Linked DNA regions of Sus scrofa: region 1 is linked to region 2. Evidence: chromatin contacts called from public HiChIP or PLAC-seq data. All regions are on one chromosome and are shown on one strand. Each heading gives the region's core, a stretch centred on a gene start, on an enhancer-like site or on the middle of the called end of the contact. The rest is flanking DNA. Distances are from core to core; before and after follow the strand shown.

What was found. HiChIP or PLAC-seq counts read pairs in DNA pulled down with a chosen protein or histone mark.
Region 1: a contact with region 2 is called in an H3K27ac HiChIP or PLAC-seq map of skeletal muscle. The contact joins two enhancer-like sites. A contact is called at or near these places in 4 of 47 Hi-C or Micro-C datasets (embryonic fibroblasts, epiblast stem cells, heart right ventricle and 1 more) and 1 of 2 datasets of contacts at active chromatin or transcription factors (skeletal muscle).

Annotation. Positions count from the first base shown.
Region 1 is chr15:136,390,048-136,395,547 of Sscrofa11.1, forward strand. No RefSeq gene overlaps it. Among named protein-coding and RNA genes, the nearest start is that of ACKR3, 22 kb to the left of the region's middle. Within about 2 kb of position 2,919, at least 27 of the 83 cell types and tissues checked have an H3K27ac peak or open chromatin away from gene starts, as enhancers often do. A contact at or near this core is called in skeletal muscle, where this site is marked.
Region 2 is chr15:136,465,315-136,470,507 of Sscrofa11.1, forward strand. All of the region lies in intron 1 of LOC106506421 (a long non-coding RNA gene), which reads left to right. Among named protein-coding and RNA genes, the nearest start is that of ACKR3, 97 kb to the left of the region's middle. Within about 2 kb of position 2,352, at least 14 of the 83 cell types and tissues checked have an H3K27ac peak or open chromatin away from gene starts, as enhancers often do. A contact at or near this core is called in skeletal muscle, where this site is marked.

The DNA of each region.
Region 1 (5,500 bases), core at 1,669-4,168, 75 kb before region 2:
TGGTTACAAAGACCTGACCTGGAACTTCACGCTGTTGCCCTTGCCCCTGAGGTCACCCATCCATAAGAGAGCTGGGAATGCCCTGGAAGGTGCATGGTTATTGCCCGGGTGTGTGGGAGTATATGGGCTTCAGGTAGGGCTGACTCCAGGTGCCAGTTACACTCCCAGGCAAAGACTCTTTTCCAAACAAGTCCCCATACACAGGCTCCAGGCAGATGTGTCTTTTGGGGACATGGGTCAGCTCACTGTGGGATTTCTCCTGCCCATGGATGGGATAGACATCGTCAGCCATGTGTCCTGGTTCCCAGCTCAGCCCCTCACACACAGGGGCTGACAGGGACCAGGCTCCGGCCAGGGCTTCCTCCTCTTGTTTGCCTACTTGCTGGTTTGGGTGTCTGTCTTTCACGTTAGAGGCTTTTTTTTGCAAGTAGTTACAGATCTTTAGCCATCTAGGCACAGTTTACAATGAGATGCTGAGCGCCTGACCAACGACGTTTTGAGGCGGCCCTGGTGGCCGGTGAACTACGCAGAAGAACCAGCTGCTGGCTCCAAGATGCCTCACCTCGGCCGCCCTGAAGGTTCTTGCCTGCCTGAGGGGCTTTCTTCCCAGGCTGGTCTCTTCCTCCCGACTCTCCTCCTCTGGGCATGTGTGACCCTGTTGGTGGCATTCTGGAAAACGAGCAAGGGAAGGGGGATGGGAAAGAGGGCTAGGCCTGCCTCACCGTCCAGGTGGACAATTTGCCTTCATTGCCCCATTTTTAGCCCTTTGTCCTGCACCTCCCCCCCACACACTGGCTGCGATGCCTGAGGGCCTAAAGCACAGACTCTGATTCAGTTTCCCCCCAGGGCACCCTTCTCTTCTGTCTGGATGGGGAAGGGTGGTCTTGAGTGTGAAGAAGGGGTGGGATAAGAGGGGGGGTCTAAGATCATATGTTTGCAGTTTCATCCAGCAGCTTCTTGGTACATGCTTAACAGCTACATTCTGGAGGGAAAGAAACAGCCTTGATTGTTCCTGTCTGATGCTGCCTATGGTGTAAATATTCCCATCACGGTCGATTTTGAGCCATGTGTGTGATGTCACTGAAGACAGCTGGCAGCGCGTCCACCAAGCAGGTACAAGGGACGAGGGTCCCCTCAAGGGCAGAGAGCAGCACGTGAGAGAATTAGGAAGTGCTACATTCTGTTCTGAGGACTGACCACCTTTTGTTTTTAATAAAATGCTTTCAAATGCAAAGTGTGCGTAAGTTTTGAGGACGGCCATGCTTAATAACTGACTGGCAAAAGTCCCAGAAATGTAGCAGTTGGTTCTTTTTTTGCTTTTTAAGGCTGCACTCGTGGCATATGGAGGTTCGCAGGCTAGGGGTCGAATTGGAGCTGTAGCCGCCGGCCTATATCCCAGCCACAGCAACGCAGGGTCTGAGCCGCATCTGTGACCGACACCACAGCTCCCTGGCCACGCTGGATCCCTGACCCACTGAGCGAGGCCAGGGATGGAACCTGCATCCTCAAGGACACTAGCTGGATTCGTTTCTGCTGCACCACAGTGGGATTCCTGCACTTGGTTCTTGCAAACGGGTCTGGGCTGGCAGTAGCCCAGCACCCCACTGGGCCACGCCCACCCTGTCCTTGGTACCTGGGGGCTCAAATTTCTTAGGCTTTTTGGAATTTATGGAAAAAATAGGCTTGTTTGTTACTGATCTCTCCCTCTGCAGGCCCTCTGATTTCTTTACAGTTTGGGAAACGGAAAGTAAATGATGAGTGAGTAATAAGAGTGAATGCGTTTTGATACACATGTGTATACCATAGGCACGTGGGTATTTCTATTTCTTTTTACTTGTCCTCGTAGTAAGGTTTGGGGAACACGTGCCAGATATTCCTTGTTATAATGTATGATTCTGAAATGCAAAACCTTCCCTGCTCACATTTCTTCTGATTGGACCCTGACTGAGACGGGGTGCTCTGGGCTGAGTCACCGCAGTCCACCTGCAGTGTCACACGGGAAGTTCAAGTTCAAGCTGTCTTTGGGGTTTGTCTTCCCTCACCATCTGTAGCCACCCCCATCAGGGCCGTCACCTCAATTCAAACATTTTCTGGGTTCCGTCTGTCGCCTGGTCCCTTACTTGATCTCTGTCCATCCAGCTCACACTTCACACAAATGTCAGAGTCCTTCTTCCAAATGTCCTGCACCTCCAGGGACCCCTGCTCCCCAGCTTCTGGACCTCCTGGGCCAGGGAATGGGCCCAGAGGGAGGGTGGGCGGAGGGGAGGACAGGCTGTCCCTTCCTCCCTCACTCTGCTCTGGTCAGTGTCTCCAACCTCGGCTACATCATCTCTGCGATCCTGATTCCCCTGGAGGTGCCCGGTCACAGCCCCTCCTCCCAGGGAGCCTTGGCCTTGGCTCGAGGAACCCACCTCCACCCCGTCCCCCTCCTCAGACCACCATGCCAATCTCCGGGCGGCCTCCAGTTCCTCTAATGGCTCTTCAGCACCTTTGGTGACATTTACCAAGACCCATGTACCACCTTTTCTCTACTCAACCCAAGGCCAGGGGCTCCTTGTTCCTGGCCGGACTGTGAACCAAGGAGTCCTTTCCTTGAACTTGACAAAGTCTCCCACCAAGGACATTCGATTCCCACCCATCACTCCCACGCCCTTGCACTTGATAGTTTTCTTTTCTGCATTTTAGTAAATGCCAATACTTGTCACTTGCATGGGTGGAACTCTGCCGTATGTCTGATGCTGCCCAGGGAGACTCCTGAGACCAAAATAGCTCCTCTCTAGCGCTCCGGGGTTAACCTCCTGCCCGATGGTGACCGGAGGACATGGTATTCACAGAAGGTACCAGTTCTGTAGGGCGGCCACTGGCAAGCAGGCTGGAGAAGGAAACACAGCCCAGAGGCTAAGGAGGGTGGGTGACTCACGGGTGTGGAATTCCATCGGTCAGGCCACAGTGGTCAGTGAGTAATTAGGTGTGGTCACTGGTAGCCTGCCTGGAGGGTGACTTAATCAATCTGTCATTTCTGGGCTGCTCAGGCTCAGTTATGGTGGGGACACTGCCCATTTATCTTCCCGGTTTGAGTCCCTGTTGGGTGAAACAAATCATGAGGAGGTCAGCCTCGTCATCGCCCTTTTTGGGACCAAACCCCAAGGCCCCAGGCTCTTGGCTGGCAGATTACAGACTCTGCCTCTCAGAGGCCAGGCTCTGGGGTTCAGGCCAGCACTTGTTTTGCCGAGAAGAAAGAGACACAACCAGGGCAAGTGTCTTGGTTGAGGTTTGAAGGCTTGTCCTTGGGGAAGCGGATTGCAGCCCAGTTAAGGGGCAGGCAGCGTTGGCTGGCTCTGCCGACACAGGATCTAGCATGAGCGTGGGGGTGTGAAGGGAAGGCTAGCACTCAGTGTCCCAGCAGCCTCTCTCCAGGGGTGCCCAGCCCAGCCAGAGCCCCTATGCTCCCTGAGAAAAGGGGGTTCTGTAGTCACACAGGCTTGGGAAGAGCCACCTTGCAAGGTGGGAAGGGCACCTGCATCCTGGCATATCCAAAGCTTGGGCCCTGGAGCTGGTTTCACCTGCAGGTCTCACATGCAACGCAGCAGGGTTTCTAGCCCTGCAACAAGGAGACTCCCTGGGAAGATCTGAAACAAAAACAACTCCTGGGGTCCACCCATGGGTGCTTTGGTTTAGGAATTCCAGGGTGGACCCCACCCTCCACACTTCTTAACACCTCCCAGGTCCTTCTGATGACCAGCAGGTTATACGACCAGAGAAGCATTTTAGTGGCTTCAGAGCCCATCCAATTTTTCTTTGTCTCATTTTAAGTCTCAGCATCCCCGAGGCAGAGAGGAGAGGTCAGGGGTGGTGTGAGGCTGTCTAAGACCCAATCTGAGAGTGAACATCTTGCAAAACACTGTCTCAGGAGAGACTCAGATGGAGCACATCATGTCTTTCAAGGGCCAGAGAGAAAGCCCTTGGCTGCTGGGAAAGTAACTTGACCTGAGTGGCTTGCACTGGGATTGTGAGATTGCACCAAAATTAGGAGACGGTGCTGAGACTGAACCGCTAAGTCAGTCACTCTCCCTTTGGGAAGCAGGGGGAGAAGACCGTCTCCTCCAGAAATGTTTACGCATCCCCGGCTCGCACAATAGCCAGGCAAGGGCTTCCAGGGCATCTCTACCCACCCTGGGAAATGCGTTCCCATCAGCTAGAAAGATCAAGTTGGAGGAGACATCCGAGAAGTGCATGGACCCCTTTAGAACCACTTCAGAAGGAGCCTGAGGTCACGGATTAGGGCCAATCCATGTGTACCTCTAGTAATGGCGGGGGTGGGGTGGGCAGAGGAAATTAGACCTCTACCCACGTCCCCTAAGGTGAAAGTGATCAGCCAGAGGAAGTGTGTGGGGCCAGTGGGCTTGGCCACCTCAAATCTCACGCTGAAACCATCCTGCATGAGACAAAGGATCTGCAAAAACAGGGCTGTCCTACTCTCATGGAACTGAGTCTCACCTAGTGGATGATTACAGTAGAACAGGAGCAATAGCACCTGGCTGGGTGGGCTTCGTGAGGAGTGGGCAACGGGCCGGGCAGGACTCTGTGGCTCTGATGGACCTCACGTGGTTAAGCATGGCTGCACAAAAGAATCTGAAAGTCAGCCAAACAAGTCATGTTTAATAAGTGACCATATCTCAGCCTGAAATTAAGTTCAGGGCTGTTAAAATGCAAGAAAATCTTGCTTAGCTCACCAAAGGCTTCCTTGTGTAGAGATCAGGAGTTCATTAATGATACTTTGCATCTATGAATTATTTTACTTCCCTGCCCCCACTATCACGGTGCCTCAGGGGTTTTAATTAGCAGACAACCCAGAAAGGGGTGTGGGTGGCAACTCAGGGAGAAGGGGAAACAAACAGCATGAGAACCGTGCCAAGAACTAGGGCTTTGGGGTCTAGCAGGTCTGGGTTTTACCCTCCATTAGTCACTGTGTGACTCTGGGAACGTTACACAACATCTCAGAGCTTCAGCTTTGATGACTATGACATGGGGAGATGGGTGGTATCTTTCTCATAGGCTTGTTTTAAAGAGTAAGTCCAAGAAAGTGGTTTTTTTTTTTTTTACTGTAGGACATAACGTCTGATAAATGTATGCACCCAAGACAGGGTCAGTGTGGTCAGCAGAAGTTACGGTCCCTCTGGGCTCCTGCATTGCTTGGACCTGCCTCCCTTCATCCTTTGTGTCCACAGCCAGATGTGAACACCCTGGACCAGGAACCAGAGTGTCTCTGCACACCTAGTGCCCAGCACTGAGCTGGCTCTTCACCAGCTGCTTGGTGCAGGGCTGTTCAATAAACAGATGAATGAGTGGAAGGGTCAGAGCTTTTCTTTCTTCCTTCCCTTCCCTTTCTTTTCTTTTTTCTTTTCTTCCTCCCTCCCTCCCTCTTTCTTTCTTTCTTTCTTTCTTTCTTTCTTTCTTTCTTTCTTTCTTTCTTTCTTTCTTTCTTTCTTTCTTTCTCTCT
Region 2 (5,193 bases), core at 1,102-3,601:
CAATCTTCCCAGTTACAAATCTGCCAGCAACAAAAGCAGCTTTTAACGCTCTTTACTGCACACAGTTGAGCTCAAAGTTCTCCAGAATTCCCCTCCTGCGTGAGGATTCTGGCTTTACCTTGCCCGTGATGATTAGAGTGTTTCATATAATTTTTTTTTTCCAAAACAGCGTAGCTATTTGTCTTCAAAGACAAATCCAAATGGCCAGCAAGAGAGATAGGGACACTGCCACCACTTTACATGGCATCCCCCAATTTTCCAGCAAGGAAGGCTTCTGAAGTTTGGTACACATCCTGACTCAGAGCAGTGAGTTATCTGAGATCTTCATGTGCTCTTTGGCCTTACCACACATCTGCGCCTGGGACCCACGGTGGACCCACCACATTAGGGTCCCTTTCCCCCAGTGGAGTCCCCTGACCACCCAGGAATGCTGTTATGTCCTCAAGAGTGCACAGCACTGAGAGTGCACAATACCGAGAGCCCATTGGAGAGCTTGAGTCTTCACAGCACGGGACACCACTGAGCAAGAGGGAGTGTGCAGTTTCATGCCCTATTCCCATCTGTGCATCCTACTCCATGGCCTGAGGACAGGAATCTGTGCTGCTATCCTGGACCAACTTGGAGGTGCCCAGAAAGCATCACGCAAGACCCCCCCAGATGTCCTTTTGCAGGCATCTGGGTTGTAGGAAGACCTGACATCTCAGATGTCCCAACCTCTCTTTGGACTAGAGGTGGGTCTCCTGACCACTGACAAGTCATCTGCTGTGCCAGGACCAGAACTTTGAGGTGGTGGGGAGCATAGACTCCTGGTTGGATTCTGCTTGGACCCTGTTGCACTCACAGCCTCTCAAGAACCAGAACAGCCATGACCCTGGCCTCCCAATGCAGGGGGAGAGGAGGGGACTTAATGGCTGCTAAAACACATTCTAGATCTGATGGAACCACACCAAACAAGGTTTGTGAAATAGAAAAAGGATGAAGATTACTGATGAACTTTTGACCTGAGCACACCCACTGGTTTCACTTGTCTGGAATTTTTTCCATGTCCTTTCTTTATATCATTGCCCTTCACAACCCAAGCATTTCCCATATTGACATAGAAGGTCCTTAAGCATCTCCTGAATAGTTTATAACTTATACTGTTCAGTTCATGGTTGCAACTGGCCCTCGTTATGGGTTAAATTGTGTCTCCCCCAGATTCATATGTTGGAGTCCTAACCCTCAGGATGTGACCTTACTTGGAGACAGGGTCTTTAGAGAGGAAATCAAGTTAAAATGAAGTCGTCAGGGTGGCCCCTATCCAACCACTGACATCCTTAGCAGAAGGGGGAAATGTGTTCACGGAGAAAGACACCCACAGAGGGAGGACGAAGATGATGTGGTGAGAGACACAGGAGGATGATGGTGTCCAGAGGCCAAGGAGAGGAGCAGGAAGAGAGCTGTCCTCATGGCCTCAGAGGAAACCAGTCCTGCTGACACTGTGATCTCAGGCTTCCAGGCTCCCAGGCTCCCAGGCTCCAGGGCTGGGATGATGAACTTCTGTTGCTTCGAGCCACCCGGCCTGTGGGCCTTTGTCCTAGCAGCCCTGTGACAAACTAACTTTTCATGTGTGTTTGCTGTTATAAATAATCTATGAGATATACTTACTACCTTATAATAACTATAATGGAAAAGAATCAGAAAAAGTATATATATGTACAAATGAATGACTTTGCTGTGCGCTTAAAACTAACACATTGTAAATTAATTACACTTTAATTAAAAAATAATCTCTGAGAGCATCTTCACGCCTGTGTATATCCACCCCTGGCAGGACTCAGCGCTCATGCCCCCTCCTGCAGCTCCTCCACACCCCATTTGAGGAGGAGCCACTCTCCGTGTATGTGCTCGTGCCCCCATCACAGCGCTCCCCACCCCCCACCCCAGGCACTGAGCTCCCATTGCTGCCATCCTCCCTGAGCTGCACTCTCCGCATCCCTCGCGTCCACCTCAGGTCACATGGATGCCACTGGGGTGTCCCCAAACCAAGGTGTGGGAGGCTGTGGGGAAGATGCCTCTGGGCAGTGATGGCACTTGGGGGCTGATGGGGACAGTTTTGGATTCCAGCTTATCTTTCCTTTGGGCTTGCCACCCCTCAAGTCAGTGACCAGCTGGGAAACCAGTGGTTCCAGCATCCACTCTGGCTAAGTGGAGGGACGGAGGGATGACCGCCCGGAGAGGGGACACTCGGCAGAGGACGCAGTGAGGTGGGACACTCGATGAAAGATGCAGCCCAGAGCCTGCTGGGGGTGCTGGGGAGAGGGCAGAGACATGCCAAACACAAAGCCTAGCCTGAGTGTGACAGCCTGGCCTGGGACGTCTTGCCTTTTTGATGCGGAATAAGTTACTAGCCTGTTGGTGTCAGTGGAATGGAATCCATGAGCATTGTTGAAATGCTAAAAATCTGCTGCTTCAAATTTCGGGATGTTAACGTTTAAAATCAAAATGTCTGTTTTCTACGAATAATAAAAGGAAAGGATACGCGCTGTGCTGCCAAGTTTCATCTTTTTTAACAACAACAACAAAAAAGAGGTTCATTGAGCAGTAGGGGATTTGAGCCTCTTCCAAGTGGACTAGAGCTCAAGCAGGGGCCGGATCCAGCCGGACTCCAAAGGCCACAATCCAGGCCTGGGGTGAGCAAGCCTGGCCGGGACCACGTGTGCGTGTATGCACGTGTATGTGTGTTTGCACGTGCACAGAGGCTCAGCCGGGTGGGGACCCAGGTCTCAGGTTGGCAGAGCTCACTCAAGGGCAATTTCAGCAGCAGCAGAGGTTCAAGACCCTGTCTGCTAGTGGTAGGAGGTGCCCCTGGCTTGCTCTGCAGCTGGGCTGGGCCAACCTCTTCGGTCCGGCACAGCCTCAGGTTGGGGGTAAGAGGCTCACAGGCAGGAAGAGGCGATGCTTCCTGTCCAATGAACCTGTGTGCTGCAGACATGACATGGAAAAGGTGTGACTGGGGTTCATGCTGAGATCAGCCCAGGGCTGGCAGGAACAAGGAGGGGGCCACTGCACGTTTCCTCCGGCAGCCGGAAAACTGGGGGAACAGGATGCTCTCAGGCGTGCTTCGTTCTCACGGGGAAACAAAACTAAAAGCTCCCACTGAGTAGGTCATAGGTGTGCCTGCTGCTGCTTCACTGCAAAGGTGATGAGAGATTCTGGTCTGTTACTGGGGGTGATGACACACTCACCCAGGTACCAAAGAGCAGGGCTTCCAAGCTGTTCTGTGCCCCCTCCCTGGGTGGACCCAGGAAGCCCCCAGGAGGCGATGACGCCGAGTCCTTGCGGGGACTGGGGGGGACCACGGAGGGACGTGGGACTCAGTGTCTCTAGGAGACACAGTTATCATCCGGTCACATCCTGTTTAATGAGCTCCTGGGACCAGCGCTTCGGGAAATCAGGAGGGCCGGCTGTGCTGCCACCTTGCACCAACCGCGTCCCGATCCCCTGAGGGACTCGGCCCTCTCCTCTCCCCTCCAGCCAGACACGGATGTCTGCTGACACGAGGGGCTCCCTAGACCTCCGAGTCCAGCGGCTTCCTAAATATTCAAGGATCAGAGTCTGATTTCTCTTGAAGGGCAATGGAAGGCCGCAGACTTCAGAGAGCAGACTCCCGAGCATCCTCGCAGGACCCTCGCTCAGCCTGAGTTAAAGCTCAGACATGCTGTCTCGGCCTCTCTCCTGTGCAGAGCCCGCGAGCTCGGAGGAAAGGGAGCGGGTGAGAAGCTGGGTACATGCACCGTGTGCCTGGTTGCATATCTGGCTCCAGTTCCCACATTTTCCTCCAGGCCATGTTGGCGGGTGTTTTTTTTTTTTCCATCTTAAGTTTAGTTAGACCATTCGTAAGATCTGCTTATTTGCCAAAAGCATATGTTCAAGACAAAAACCCCGAGTGAACTGCTTTGTTGAAAGTGCTTTGGGGACCTTTATTTTTCCCCCCCGTTTCCCCATCCAGAGAGCATGTGAAGTGTTTTCCATTCTGAGCTTCTTTTCAGGCAATTGCTGCCCTCCCCCCTGGGGGATTAATCTCCCGGTAAGCAAACTGAAACATGCCTCAGAGTATTTATTTGGACTCAAGAATTAAAATAAGTCCTGAGTTTAAACACAGGGACACCCAAGACTGAGATTTGCTGCTAAACATACCCCACGGCGTTTTTGAATGTAAAGTCATTTTCTTTTTTCCTGTAAGCAGGTGATGGGGGGAGAAAAACTTCAGACATTGGGTTTGATTAAAAAGCGTTCCAGGAGTTCCTGAGGTGGCATTGTGGGTTAAGGATCCGACTGCAGTGGCTGGGGTCGCAGCTGCGGCTCAGATTCAAGCCCTGGTCCTGGAACTTCCACATGCGGACGGTTCAGCCATAAAAACAAACAAACAAACAAACAAACAAACAAACAAACAAATAAATAAATAAAATAGAATAAAATAGAATAAAAAGTTATTCCAAAACATTTCCTCTGGGGTTATTGCCTTCTAGGAATGTATTCTTTTGGCCCCATCCTCAGCAGGAATGCTTTTGAGAGGCGTTGCTATTTGAGGAAAAGTTCACTGGACCTGTCATTTAACAGATAAGGAAACTGAGGTGCAGAGATGGGCTCGACTCACTCACGCAACGGCTAGTGCAGGGCCGAAAGGGGACCAGATTCCAGAAATCCCACCCCAGTATTGGTTGGGAGTTTCTCTGCACCCCTTTTCTCCCCTGATTGACATTCCGACATAGAATATTCTGCTGCTTAGTAATGGTAATTGCCTCACATCATGTCTTTATAAAACTCCAAGTCATAATGCTCGCTTCGCTTCGAGGCAAGACAAAAGTTTCGAATTTGCAATTCTAAACTTCCTTCCAACTCAAGGAAAATCAGAATTTCTTTATGAGAGTTTAGACTTTAGAATACATCTAATATGATTGAAGGCATAGATTTCTCTGATCAACTCCGTGAAACCAGTTATTGTTTCCAGGCAGAGGTGGCTTCGCCCTGCTGCAGTTTTGCTCTGAGAATTTAGAAAAGAGAACCTCGGTTTCTATCCGTCTTAGTCAATCGATGCGGGGTTGATTTTGTGGTCTATAAACCAATTTGCATTCCGTTATATTAATTGTGGAAAAATGCAAACAGGTTTAGGGACTTTTATTTTTATTTCATACTTTTGCTTTCCTCTAT